3 separate regions of the Sus scrofa genome follow, and all the other regions are linked to region 3. A link is a contact called in public Hi-C and HiChIP or PLAC-seq data. All regions are on one chromosome and are shown on one strand. Each heading gives the region's core, a stretch centred on a gene start, on an enhancer-like site or on the middle of the called end of the contact. The rest is flanking DNA. Distances are from core to core; before and after follow the strand shown.

Region 1 (4,241 bases), core at 84-2,583, 44 kb before region 3:
AGAGAATCTATCTTTAAAAAATGAAAACGGGCCCCTGGCAGCTCTCTTACCCAGCTGCAGGTGTTCGGCTCTCTGGCAACGTGACCTCCCAGCTCTTCCTGGTGGATGTCGCATGCGAGCGAGAAGACAGGAAGAGAATAGCCTTTGTCCCTCTCAAGGAAGAGCCTCAGCCTGGCAGCGGTGCACACGCTGCAGGCTCTGCGCACAGCCGGGCCTGGAGGCCTGTCCTCCAGCCACGTGACTCTGAGGTTTTTCTCTGCAGAGGCAGGATGAGGGCGTTTTTGCTCCATGGGATCCTGGAAACATCGCAGGTACCGTGTGTGAGGTGGAGCTGCGCACAAGTTGCTTTTCTGTCGGCGCCTCCTGGGACTTGCCCCGACTCTCCTGTCCTCGCCCAGCGCCACAGAAAGAGTCGTTGTAACAGCTGGGCCATGTGCCTCTGCGTTAGCATGAAAACCCAGTGTGTTTCTCAGCAATTTTCCTACCGGGTCATCATTTTAGGAAAAGAGAGAAATCAAGCCTCCTTCCCTTAACTTGTGTTACATTCTTTGGATTTTTTAGGAACTGAAATTTGCATTCAGTGCAACTTAAAGGGAGCAGTTTTGACAGTTCAAATGGTATCAAACATCTCAGTTCAGAGCAAGATCCTGTGTTCTCTGTAATCACAAATCATTCTAAGACAAAGTTACAGGGGTTTCATTCTAGAAAATGACAAACAAAGAAACATGCTAAAGATAAAAATGGTGGGCCGGGTTCCCAGCTTGAGGCCAGAGTGGATTCTCAAAACTGCCCTGGCAAATGGCAGTGCCATGAGGTCCTGGGGTGGAGTTTGGGGAGAGACACTGCACCACATGGCGTCACCCTGGAGGCCACAAGGGCCCAGGTCTAGGAGGGGCCTTGCTGGAACCCCATCTGCTGGTGTCTCACGGGCCATCAGGGGGTAGGTGGGGGTGAGCGACTCCACCTGCTTTGTCCAGGACCGTCTCGGGTGGACGTTCCCACACAGCTCCTTAGTCCCGGTGTCCTGGTGTCCAAACCAGGACAGTTGGTCACCCCGTCCGGTGCTGCTGTGCCCTGCCTCGTGTGCATCTACCCTTGAGCCTTGCTAGACCCTCCGATCCCTGCCTCACCTAGTCCACAGACTTTTCTTAAATTGTGTCCTTTTCGTTCCTTATCTATAGAACAGAAGGCAAATATAACAGAAGGGAAAAGTGTCTGAGGCCAGATAACCAGTGAGGCTATCAGCCATTGCTTGTACAGCCTTGACCTCGGCGTAGAGGGAATTGCCCTCAATTTTCGCAGAGCCCAGGACCTCAGAAGCAGTAAACACCATCCCCGGTGACCAGCAGCATGCATGGCCTCGCCTTAGGGCTGGGTTTGCTTTCTGGCTGTTATATAAATATGTCAACAGCATCTTCGCTGGCAGCAGCGGCACTAGACTTCACTTCCTCGTCACACACTTTCCTCTGGTGTGTGGGGCAGAGGAGGAAAGATGGTTCCGCTTTCCAGCCGGAGGAAATAGATTTGCAAAGAAAATGAACCTCTAAAGGAAATGCCTCTTGCCTGGTACCTTTTTTTCCAGCAAAATTTGCTGGAGAGAAGTGGTTCGTCCTAACCAGCAAAGGAACACACGTGTATTCTCACAAACTGGAAGCATAGAGGAAGAATACAAAACAATCACACATAATCCCAAAGTAGGACCTTTTAAAACACACTGGATAGGGAGTTCTCCTTGTGGCTCAGTGGGTGACAAAGCCGACTAGGATCCATAGGATGTGGGTTCGATCCCTGGCCCCATTCAGTGGGTTAAGGATCCGGCGTTGGGGTGAGCTGTGGTGTAGGTCACAGACACAGCTCAGATCCCATGTTGCTGTGGCCGTGGTATAGGCAGGCTGCTGCAGCTTCAATTTGACCCCTAGCCTGGGAGCTTCCATATGCCGCACTTGCAGCCCTAAAAAGCAAAAAAAAAAAAAGTCACTCCGAATAGCAACACAAGCGGTGGACATCTTCAGGGAGCAGCACTTGTTCAGATGGGTCCCCCTGTCATTCAGCAGAGCCACGAGCTGTTCAGAACGTTCTCCACTCTGCTGCCTTTTACAGAGTAGAGGCAACTGCAAGCCCATTTCGCTCATCACTAAATGAGAGTAGCTGGTTCTCTTCGTGGAGCCTTGAATTGATCAACCTATCCACCAACAAATACTTGTAAAGTTTCTATGATGCTGCAGGTACCCCGGGAACAAGGCAGGGCCCCACCTTCATGGACGGAAATATGCTGGGCACGTGTCATGAGTTTATGCCAACTGACAGAGCGCTGGGTGAGCGGGAAGCCAGGAGTCTAGCCTTGTCTGAGAGGCAGAGACAGCTTCCCGAGGACGTTAGACTTAAGCCAAGACTTGATGGCTGCCTGCGAGTGAGCCGGGCGGAAAGAGAGAGGAAGAATGATGCAGGCCTAAGGGCAGCCTGTGGGAAGGCTCAGAGGTGGGGGCATCCTCTTTGAGGGGCAGCGTGGGACAGGATCAGGTGACTAAAACACCCAGGGCCAGGGAGAGTGAGGCCAGAGCCACAGATGCTGGGGGAGGACGGGGCCCGGAAAGGGTGAAGTCTGGAGGTCCCTGCTCTGGGTTTGGGGGCTTCCATCAACGGCAACAAGAAGCTGGCCAAGGCTGGTCCGTGGGGGTGGGACGGGACTGCCGCTGTGAGCAGGAGGTGTTGCAGAGAGCTGGCTGTGGAAGGGAGGAACTTGAAAGAGGGACATCGGAGAAGGGGGAGGAAAAAATGGGGGTGTGTTCCAGGCAACAGAATCAATAGACCTGGGTGACTGATTAACATGGCAGTGAGGCGGCCAGATGGCCAGTTGCAGAAGGAGGGGTCTGGAAGCTGGAAGGACAGCCTGCAGGGTAGGGAGGCTTCGTGGGCCAGTGGCCCGTGCAGAGGCACAAGCCCGTGCTCAGAAGGGCCCAGTTCTTGGTTAAAGGCTCTACTGTCTCTGTTTTGAAATCCTGAATTTTTTTTTTTTTTTTTTTTTGGTCTTTTGTCTTTTCTAGGGCCGCTCCCGCAGCATATGGAGGTTCCCAGGCTAGGGGTCTAATCGGAGCTGTAGCCGCCAGCCTACACCATGGCCACAGCCTCACCAGATCCAAGCCGCGTCTGTGACCTACACCCCAGCTCATGGCAACGCCGGATCCTAACCCACTGAGCAAGGCCAGGGATCGAACCTGCAACCTCATGGTTCCTAGTCGGATTCGTTAACCACTGAGCCACAGCGGGAATTCCCTGAATCATTTTTGAATAAGGGGCCCTGCCTTTTCGTCCTGCACCAGGCCTGTAAATGCCATCACCGGCCCTGCGGATGGCTAAATGCCTACTACTGGGTTGTGCAGAGTCTTTGCTTAGCTGGTGGGACTCAGACTCATGCAAGGCCTTGCGATTGTCGATTTATCCCGTCAGGTAGGACGTGCGTGTCCAGAAGGCTTGGCGAGCCCCGCTCCGGGCAGTTTGTGTCTCGGAGCACATCAGGGAAGGTCTGTAGTTCAAGTTCACCAGAGTGAGGAGCAGACCGAAGACTCACTGTGAACGAGCCTTGGTGGCAGTCAGGGGACCGAGGGCATCTAATAACAGGGGCTCCAGGTTTGTTGCTTGAATGAAACAGGAGTTTCCCTCAGCCCAGTTTCATTGAGCTTTTTAGTAATTCAAGCTAAAGGATCCTGTCATTCCCTCCAAAGTTAGGTGGGTGGGTATGCTGTTTGGCAGAAAAGACTTTTTTGAGTGAGTGATTTATTATTTTGTTTGGTTAAGCATCTCATCCTCCACAAAATTTGCACTTGAAAGAAAATGATTATTGTAAGGGTTTAAAAGAAAATGTGTGACTATCCCTATACTTGAACTTCAAGAAAAAGTCCTTTACCAAAGCTAATTATTCCAGGAACTATCTACAAACAGAATCGCTATGCATGTTAGTAAGCCCTGGGTCAAATAATAACGACTACTTTCACTATTAAATGAGAAAATAAACTATTTAAAAATACCTGAGTGATAGAGCACCATTCTGAGTTTCTTTAGGTGTCATATATTCACTTACTTTATTTTTTATTTACTTTTAAAATTGAGGTATAGTTCATTTACGATGTAATTCAAGCGTACAGCAGTGATTCCATTTTATATATACATGTGTATTCTTTTTAAGGATTCTTCTCCATTATCAGTTATTTCAAGATATTGAATATAGGTCCCGTGCTGTACAG
Region 2 (4,706 bases), core at 314-2,813, 43 kb after region 3:
GACATGTCTTAGAAAAAATTAGTCCTCATTGTGACAAGGAGAATGCTGTACACTCCTGCGGCTGTGTGAGAAAAATTCCTCGGCATGGTTTCCTTGTCCTTTGTGGTGTGGCCTAAGGAGACCTGTACTGCTTCCAGGATTCTCACCCTGCCTGCAGTCTGGCGCTCAGTCCCCTTCCCAGCCTCCCAGTGTAAAGGAGCCGATGCTGTTTCTTGACAGATAGAATGCACTCTGCCGTTTTTTTCTTTTTTTTTTTTTCTTTGGCTTTGATTTTTAGGGCCACACCCTCGGCATATGGAGGTTCCCAGGCTAGGGGTCCAGTCAGAGCTACAGCTGCCGGCCTACACCACAGCCACAGCAATGCCAGATCCAAGCCACATCTGCAAACTACGCCAGAGCTCACGGCAACACTGGATCCTTAACCCACTGAGCAAGGCTGGGCTTTGAACCCACGTCCTCATGGATACTCGTCGGGTTCATTGACTGCCGAGCCACGAAGGGAACTCCACTGCCATTTATTTGTTTCCAACATTTTGTTAGGAAAATTTTCAAACGAGGAAAAGGTGAAATCATTTCCCATTGAACACCATAAACCCGCCATCTAGAGTCTATACATAAGGTTTTACTTCTTTATCTTTAGTTCATCTTATTACTTTGGATGTATTTCAAAGTAAATGGTATTTTCCCCCCTAATGTTCCGTCGCTGGCTATGAATCCTTGATCCTTGTCACAAGGACTCCAGGCATCATGAAGCAGGTGTGGAGAAAGGGCACCGGCCAGCACAGGGGCCTCGCACGCTTCTGACCATATGGCAGGAGTGAGGCAAATACTTGTTAAATGATGCACTTCCTTTAGTCCCGTGTGACTAGCCCTGTAGGCAGACTTCACTTTGCCTCCTAGGACAAACCGCTGCTTTCATTATTTATTTATTATTATGACAAACTGTATGTTTCCTAGGCAGCTGTGATCTCCAATTTTTAAGAAGGACTTCCTTCTATAAGGTAGGCCACAAGGTGTTCCCGTTGTGGCTCAGTGGAAATGAATCTAACATCCATGAGGACTCAGGTTCGATCCCTGGCTTCGCTCCGTGGGTTGAGGATCCGGTGTTGCCGTTGCCGTGAGCTGTGGTGTAGGTCGCGGATGCGGCTTGGACCTGGTGTTGCTGTGGCTGTGGTGTAGGCCAGAGGCCACAGCCATAATTCTACCCCTAGCGTGGGAACGTCCATATGCCGCAGATGAGGCCATAAAAAGCAAAGCAAAAAAAAAAGAGGAGGAGGAGTGCGTTCAGTAGCAAGGGGTTAATCTCAGGACTCTGCATCTTAGGTGTGCGCACGTCCGAGTGTCTGTAGGGAGGGCCCTCCGCCCCGAGTGAGGGTTTCCAGGGTGGACAACGGAATCACCACTTCGCCCCGCTGCAGGGAAGGCCGGCTTTCCCCTCTCGGTGACATGGGTGTATTTTGAACACCCTGGGGGCCGATCCCCGCGTGCAGTGTGGGCAGCCGCGCACGCACGCCTTCCCGAGAGCCCCAGGAGGGCTCATGAATCATTTTGGTGACATGTCTTCCTTTGTTCCAAAACAACCACAGGCCCTGTCATGAGTGTCGTTCACACCGGCACGTTGCAGAGTGAATGGCGGTGGTGGTTTTCATACTGTTAACTTTACACTTACAACTTCCTTTTTTTTCCCTCTCTATTCCCAATAGGCTCGGGTCATGTACGATTTTGCTGCTGAGCCTGGAAATAATGAACTGACAGTCAGTGAAGGAGAGATCATCACAATTACAAATCCAGTAAGAAAACGTTACCTGTAAATCTGGCCCTTAAGGACTTCTTTTTAAGATTTTGTTTTTGGGGTTAATCGTTCAAACCCACACGAATTTTTTTCCTGTTGTGTCTGCATTGTTGATGGTGGGATAATCATCTGTTATATAAACATTGAGAACAATTAAGACCTCCTTAAAAATAGCTGGCTGGGGTTCCATGAGGCAGAACTGGAGCCGCAGCCCCGGTAGATCCCAGCCGGACGCGGGCGTAGAGGTTGGAAAGTGATCAGCAGCCTCAGCTCCGTTTTCTGACGGCCTGGGGTCGGTGTTTGGCCCAGTACAGTGCACACATATGCTCTTTGATCTCTGTCTCTTCTTGAACGCTGTGAGGTTGGTGCTTTTCATCTCTTTTTACTGATGAGGGTGGCGCTCATAAGTGGCAAAACAGGGATTGGAAACCACATCTCTTGGCCTTTAAGCCCTGCTTTTTCTTCTTTGCTGGGGACGCTCTTGTAAACAAGTGTCCCTGGAGTGTGGTATATATACACAGTAGGAGACGGGCTAAGAAAACAGGCTCTGAGAGGCAGACAAGCAGGCCCCATGGGCCAGGCGACAGCTCTAGACTTGGGTTTCATCTGGGAGGTAGTGGATTCACTGCGTGGTGTCATTGTTGATAATGTAGGGAGGTGACGTGATGAAACCTGCACTTCAAGGAAGTGAATGGGTTGGTGCGGCTGGAGTCTAGGATCTTGACTGGGTGGTGGCAACGGGAGTAGAAAGAAGAGAGACGCAGGAGGCCGTACAGAGTTGGATGGGGCAGCCAGGGGAAGACGGGGGACTCGGTGCCCAGTTCGATACTCTTGGTGAGAAAGGATCCCTGAGGTTTCTGGCCTTTGTACCTGAGGAAACGATGGATTTATTAAAGCATGAAAGTCAGGAAGAAGCGCTTCTTCGGAAAGATTAAATGAGCTTATTTTTTTCAGTGTTGAATTTAGAGACTAGTAAGTAGTCACCCCTACCCTAGAGCTTTGCATGAGGTTAGAAATAGAAAGGCAGAGCTAGAAATGAGGACTGGAGACAGGCCGGCCCTCTGGACGCATTCGGGAGGAAGCATGTGAAGAAAGGTGCCAGGAGCCTCCGAGGAGGGAGGAGGGGCTGCACCTGCCCCACCGGCTGGGGCCGAGGACGGCACAGAGCCGGGGAAGGAGAGCGGGGAGTGACCGAGAAGACGGCCATTTCTCAGTCGTGATAGTATTTTTTTATACCTATTGTTTTTTTAAAGAATTACTAGTTAGAAAATATATTGGTAGTTTTAGGTAATATACCAGATAATATACCAGATTATATAAGTAAATAGCTTCTATTTTTAATCACAGACGAGATTAAAGATTCTTTTATCTCCCATTGAATTTTGTTTTAAATGAAGTATTCTTCATTTCTTGATAAAGCATTTTTTAAGTTGCTGTTGTGGTCAAAAATTGACAAGGTTGTGGCTTAAGGGACTTTTAGAAAGACTGTCATCTAGATTTGGGTAGTTATTGACTAGGGTACGGTTTATGAATTTAAGACAATGCTTACTATTTTAAGGGGAGAAGTAGGACTTTGCTAAGGTTATACTGAAAAACAGGAATCTTGGTATGGAGTATTTGGTTCTTTAGTTTATTGCTATGACTTACCCGGAAGAGCTACAAAAGCATGGACCAGTTGTTTTTCCTCAATACCAGGCAATCCCAAAGCTTAGTAGCTTGAACAAATACTTGATTGTCATTGCTTTGGGAATCTCAGGTCAGCCAGATGGCTCTCCTGATGGGCCCGTCACCAGTGTGAGGCTGGGGCAGGGCCCTCCAGTGTGGCCTCGTGTTGGCGGTTCTCCTGCTGGCTGTGGGCTGCCTTGGAAGGGGCAGTGGAGAGATTAGGCCTTGTCCAAATTTATCCTCATAGCAGCTCTTTTGGAAAAAAGAGCAAGGAGAAGTGTACCAAAAAGCCTCTTGAGGAAAGGCCCTGAACTCACCCCATGTTACCTCTACCTCCTTCTTTTTTTTTTTCCCCCTTTTTTCTTTAGGGCAATACCTGTGGCATATGGAGGTTCCCACGCCAGGGGTCAAATCAGAGCTACAGCTGCCGGCCTACACCACAGCCACAGCAATGCAGGATCCAAGCCACATTCTCAACCTGCACCACAGCTCATGGCAATGCCGGATCGGTTGTTAACCCACAGAGTGAGGCCGGGGATTGGACCCACGTCCTCATAGATTCTAGTCGGGTTCATTACCACTGAGCCACAACGAGAACTCCTCTACCGCGTTCTGTTGGCCAAAGGTCAGTGCAGACTCTAGAAAGGGGGGTGTGCTTTTTACCTCTTGACAGTCGGAGCTGCAAACCATTTTTTAATCTACCACAGACCAGCAAATAGAAAAGAATTATAAAATCATGCCATTCTATTAATATCCTGTTTTTCAATCTTTGATCAATTATTGTTGAAGTTTGCTTTTTCTTGTTTTTAGATTACATCATTTTCTGGTGCAAAGAAGGCTTAAGAATTTAAAATTTTGAACAGTATTAGCTCTCTGGGAATGAAGGTTAATGTTCATTTTTTATGTGTAACAATCCCCAAAGAAAAGTTTCTGCAGAAAATTCCAACTGTAATCTTTTTCTTTTTTCTCTTTTACTTTCCTGAGGACGTTGGTGGAGGATGGCTGGAAGGAAGAAACAGCAAAGGAGAACGAGGGCTCGTTCCCACAGACTATGTTGAGGTGCGAACTTAATGTCATTTACTAATTAAACCTGGTCTTTGTAAAACGTATTTTCGTAAATTATCAATTTAAAGGACAAGATTGGAAAATAACTTTATTTTTAATTAAAAAATAATTCATTGTAAAAGTAATACATGCTGGAGTTCCCGTTGTAGCTCAGTGAGTTAAGGACCCGACATTGTCTCTGTAA
Region 3 (4,855 bases), core at 989-3,488:
GCTATTCGAATGGGAAAAGCTTGGACTCTGGTCTTCTTGCTTTCTTGGTGCTGGGTACCTAGGATGATTGGTTGCCTAGAACTTGCCAAATAAGCCCGCAGAAAGGCGTGTCATAGGAGTAACCCTGACCTTGTACCTTCCTCTCGAAACATGCATTGCTGGACTGTTGCAAGGAGCTATACCCAGCTTTCAAATTTAAAAGAATAGGTAAAACTCATTACTCACAGTATTACCCAAGTTCATATCCTGGCTTCTGCACTGCTAGTGTGTGCTCTTAGGATATTTATTTAGTTGCTTGTTTTTAAAATAAATGTCAACTTGTTTTTAAAATAAAGTAATACAGGAGTTCCTGCCATGGCACAGTGGGTTATGAACCTGACTGCAGCAGCTTGGGTTACTTTGGATGCTTGGGTTTGATCCCAGCCCAGCACAGTGGGTTTAAGGATCCAGTGTTGCAACAGCTGTGGCATAAGTAGACACTGTGGCTCGGACTGAATCCTTGGCCCAGGAACTTCTATACGCCACAGGTGCAGCCAAAACATTTTAAAACATAATAAATTTTAAAAATGAAATAAAGTAATACACATACATATTTAAAAATCCTGACAATAGCCTCTGGCGAATCTTTTCAGTAATTTCCTAGGCATATAAAATATAGATTCATATTTTTTACACAAATGAATTGTACTATACATAAAGTTCTTTTTACCTTTATTAACAGCTTTTAAAATACTAGCATTTCTTATGGGCTTCCTATTCCTAGTATTTCATTTGTATGGATATACTCTATTTATTGCAGCAGACATATTAACAAATATAGAGGTTATTATCTTCTCTGGGGGTTATTACAGAACAATGCTTTACTGAACATTTTTGCTCACTGGAACAAGTCTGATAGGATAAATTCCTAGAAGTAGAGCTGCTAGGTCCAAGGCTATGGTCATTTCTAATTTTGGTAGGCATTACCAAATCAACCAAGTTATTTAAGTGAGACTTGATTTCTTCGTGTCTGCAAATAGCGGCCAATAACCACTTTCTCCAAGTTTTCTTATAAGGATTAAGTGAGATTAAGGCATATAAAAGTCTACCGCATAGCAAGCAGGCTGTCAGTGAATGCTGGTTTGTAACTTTACTTTCACCTAGAAAGTCAACTATTTATGAATATTATGAGTATGGCTATAGCCATGAGCTCAGCAAACACAAAAATTCACAGAAAGCTGTAGTACCATATCCGTTTTAAACCCTTCCGTTGAATGTAACCAGTGAAATCTCTGGAAGTCAAACAGAATATTTTTGAGAGGACACAATTTGACTCTGACTCTAAATATCACTTTCCCAGCCTAAATTGAGCTTCAACCCCGCAGATGAGGATTTCTTAGGCATTCCTGGTTCTCTGAAGGACCAGGATATATATATTCCTGATAAAAATCAAGAAGGACAACGCTACTCTCTCCATCAAGGTATGTTTTCCAGTCCTCTCTTTTACACTAGAGGGAAAATCCTGCTGCCTAAGTCATTCATTCGTTAATGCAGCCCTGCATCCAACCCTGAAGAAAAAGCTTTTGACAGGAAAATGGAAATTCTTAGACTCCCATTTTTTCCCTTTCAGGAAACCTGTGGGGTCTCCCCCAAACCTCTGAGGCCCTGAGAAGCTTCTACATTTATCAAGAGGCCAGAAGGAGGTTAAGGGGATGCCTCGGAACGAAATTCTCAAGCGTCGGGGCCCAGAAGCTCCAGCCGAGATTACAGCCCGCGGTAAACTCCAGGCTGGAGGCAGATCCTCCTTGAAGGGCCGGGAAGCCATTGCTCGGCGCCGTGCTGGCTGTTTACTGCACACTCACTGCACTCTGCCCGGAGCACGACGGGCCCGCCGCAGTCCCGACGGGGGACAAAGAGCCCGCGGGGGACTCGTGCCCCGCCGGGGGACGCAGAGCACCGGCCGCACCCGGTGCATCTCGCCCAGAAAGTTCAGCCGCGGTGGCCGCCGGGGGGCGGGGGGGGCGGTTGGGACTCGGCTCCCCCGGCAGGCGCTGCCCCCGAGCGTGTCCCCACTCCCCTCTTCGGTCCCCACGGGCGGTGACCCCGGGCCCCGGCCGCCACTCGGGACGCGGCCCCGAGCACTGGAACAAAGGGCGCCCTGCGGCGGCGGCGGCGGGGCCCGGGGCGGAGGCTCCGGGCGGGGGCGGAAAGCGGGCGAGGAGGCCGGGCCGGCCGAGGGCACCGGGCGCGCTTCCGCCGGCCGCGCCGCGCACGCCGCGGTAAATGGGAGGCTCGGCCGGCGGGGGCGGGGGCCGCGCAGCCGGGGAGTTTCAGGAACTGGAGGAACGGGCGGCGGCAGGAGTCGCCCTGCGCCGAGACTCGGGGCCGAGGCGGAGCCGCCGCCGCCGCCGCCGCCGCGCCGGGGCCCAGCCGTAGCCGCCGTCGCCTTCGCTCTCGCCGGGCCGCCTCGGGCCGCCAGCCGCGACGCGGGAGAGGAGCCGGCCGTCCCGGGTCGGGGGAGCCGCCCGCCATGGCCACCAAGGTGAGGGGCGCGCGGCACAGGCCCGGCCGGCCGCTCGGCCCCGCCGCGGCGCGGGCAGGGTCGGCGCGGGGGGCGCGGGCGGCGGCGGCCGCCGGGGAGGCCGAGGGGGCGCGCCGGGGCCCAGCCAACAGTCCCTGAGGGGCCTGAGTGGCGCGGGACGGACGGGCGGCCGGGGCTGGGGCGCTCCGGGTCGGCTGGACGCGCGGGAGGGTCCCCCGGACGCGAGCCGCGCTGTCTGCAAAGTTTGCTCCTGAGCGGGGGCCGCGGCGGGCGGGAGGGAGGCGAAGTTCCCGCAGCCCCCGCGCCGGCTCGCCAGCGCCGCCCGACCCCCGGGGGCCCGACTCCGTCCAGAGCGGCGTCCACTCCCCGCCGCCCCGCGCGTCCGGCCGCCGCCGGAGAGCGTCGCCCCCGCCGCCCGCCGCCCGCCGGAGCGGGAACCCCAGCGTCGCGGGCCGCTGGCGGGGGGCCGATTCCCCCGGAGACCCCGGCCCGAGCGCGCTGGGGATTTTGAGTTCGGGCCGGTGACCGGAGGCTCCCGAGGACGGAAAACGCCACTTGAACGCCCCGCGCTTCCACTGCCTTCGGTTTTCTTGTTTTTTGTTTTCCTTTTGTCTTGCTACCTTTTCAGTTTGAATGTTATTTCCAGCATGAATAAAATACAAAGAGGGAAATGACTCTGCTTTCAGTTACGTATTTGCTTGAATAAAGGTCCAGGCCCGAATTACGTGGTGGAACTTTGACTCGCGCTTGGTAATTGGCCAGGAGGACTGGTCTGCTTATTTCACGGTATTGTCGGTGGGATTAGCGGTCACCTTTTGTCACCTGAGTCTGCAGGAGCCACCCTCCCCCGCTCCCTGGGCTGGGGCGTTTTCTTTAGAGTTTGATGCAGGCTCGTAATTAAAAAAAAAAAAAAAAAAAAGCCACGATCACGGAATGAGGACTAGAGGTAGGGAGTCCCCTCCGTCTGGAGCCAGTGATGTGGTTTGAGTTGACTTTTTTATCTGATTGCTTTTTGCAAATAGTTTTTGTAATGTTCCCTTTTAAAACATCAGCACCCCCTTCCATATTTATGTTTGAAACCTGGAAGCTACTCCTGGGTTGGTGGAAATCTTAGAAGTTTGTTGTTGGGTTTTTGTTTTGGGTAGAGAGAGAAAACTTAGAAAACTAATAATAAATGTCACATCCCTTTGAAGGATCAGATTGATAGTCTGTTAAATGTTGTGCTCTGTGTCTGTCTAGGTGCAGTGTTTATTACTATTATTATTATTTTTAATGGAGACTCTTCTCCAGTGAACCTGTTGCTGTTACTGCAATAATTACCTTCTGGTTTATGGATTATTGGCATTGCTTTGCTTTGGTGTTATTAGATGCCATAGAACTTTGCTGCCCTTTTAACATGTATCATTTTGTCTTTGGTCTTTTTAAAAACAAGAGGTAAGCCAAGGATTTCTAAGGGAACTTGATTTTGAGGTTTGTTCCCAAACAGCCCAGAAATGACCAATTACAGGTCCTATAGACACTCAACTCGCAACTTTAAAAGCTGTTTGTTGTTGTCGGTATCTTTTCAGTGGTGGTCAGTGTTGTGCTATTTTGCGTCCTGATCTACTGGGGCTAGTTATAGAGACAAGTGGAACTCAGCAGCTGGTATTGGTATATGGAATGAAAGTTTTATTTGATACTTTACACCTGAACTTAGTTTTTCCATAAAATTAGAGTGACTTGTACTCAACTTGAGTTGCATATATCCTCACTCGGCATGAGCCTTGAAGCATGTGTAACCACTTCCTCCTTTATTATCTGCACGCCTCTGAAGGCAAATTCCAGTAATTCTGAGCTATGGGTTCTTTCCCCATTGTAATCACTATTCCACATGGTCCTCCTTGCCATGTTTACGTTGTGACAAACCACTTCCAGTTTTGTTTTTTAATAAATGGAAGAGCAGAGAAGCACTTATTATATAGGGCTCTTCCTCAGTTCTCTGGTTTTTTCCTACTTTCTGGTGACCCTTGGATCCAACCAAAGTCTCCTTTTTAAATTGTTCCCAGGGAGTAAGTTTGACCTTGTCGTTCCTGGATCCCTGCCCTTACCAACGTCTGAGTAGCTGGGGGTTTTATCCTCCCTTTCTTTAATTGGGTGGGTACTTGTCAGAGAGAACGTACTTTTAGTAAGTAATAACATCTGTTTAAAAATTGAAGATTCATGTGGCACTCAGGCTCCTGCCACAGCATTAAGTGATGAGGAATAAATACAGTTTCTGGACATTTTAGGTAGTATTGGGTTTCCCTTTACTCAAAGTGTTGGGTTTGAATTTACTAGAGAATGGCTTCTGTTTTC

Evidence for each region. Hi-C and Micro-C count contacts between places; a contact is called where the count stands out from the background. HiChIP or PLAC-seq counts read pairs in DNA pulled down with a chosen protein or histone mark.
Region 1: a Hi-C map of liver shows a contact between it and region 3, with 2.1 times the contacts expected there. The contact joins the promoter of LOC110259393 here to the promoter of SNX9 in region 3. A contact is called at or near these places in 1 of 5 promoter capture datasets (liver), 16 of 47 Hi-C or Micro-C datasets (alveolar macrophages, blood, brain and 8 more) and 2 of 2 datasets of contacts at active chromatin or transcription factors (alveolar macrophages and skeletal muscle).
Region 2: a contact with region 3 is called in an H3K27ac HiChIP or PLAC-seq map of alveolar macrophages, with 4 times the contacts expected there. The contact joins the enhancer-like site here to the promoter of SNX9 in region 3. A contact is called at or near these places in 1 of 5 promoter capture datasets (liver), 18 of 47 Hi-C or Micro-C datasets (alveolar macrophages, brain, embryonic fibroblasts and 10 more) and 2 of 2 datasets of contacts at active chromatin or transcription factors (alveolar macrophages and skeletal muscle).

What each region holds. Positions count from the first base shown.
Region 1 is chr1:9,280,096-9,284,336 of Sscrofa11.1, reverse strand. It overlaps LOC110259393, which reads right to left and starts at 1,333. Exons shown (of 4, transcript XM_021084397.1): 1 at 1,259-1,333; 2 at 928-1,024; 3 at 51-481. The coding sequence starts at 1,333.
Region 2 is chr1:9,192,423-9,197,128 of Sscrofa11.1, reverse strand. It overlaps SNX9 (sorting nexin-9), which reads left to right. Exons shown (of 18, transcript XM_003353171.4): 2 at 1,704-1,790; 3 at 4,442-4,516. It also overlaps the pseudogene LOC102162833. Among named protein-coding and RNA genes, the nearest start is that of SNX9, 44 kb to the left of the region's middle. Within about 2 kb of position 1,563, at least 8 of the 83 cell types and tissues checked have an H3K27ac peak or open chromatin away from gene starts, as enhancers often do. A contact at or near this core is called in alveolar macrophages and retroperitoneal adipose tissue, where this site is marked.
Region 3 is chr1:9,236,406-9,241,260 of Sscrofa11.1, reverse strand. SNX9 (sorting nexin-9) reads left to right here and starts at 2,238. Exons shown (of 18, transcript XM_003353171.4): 1 at 2,238-2,521. The coding sequence starts at 2,510.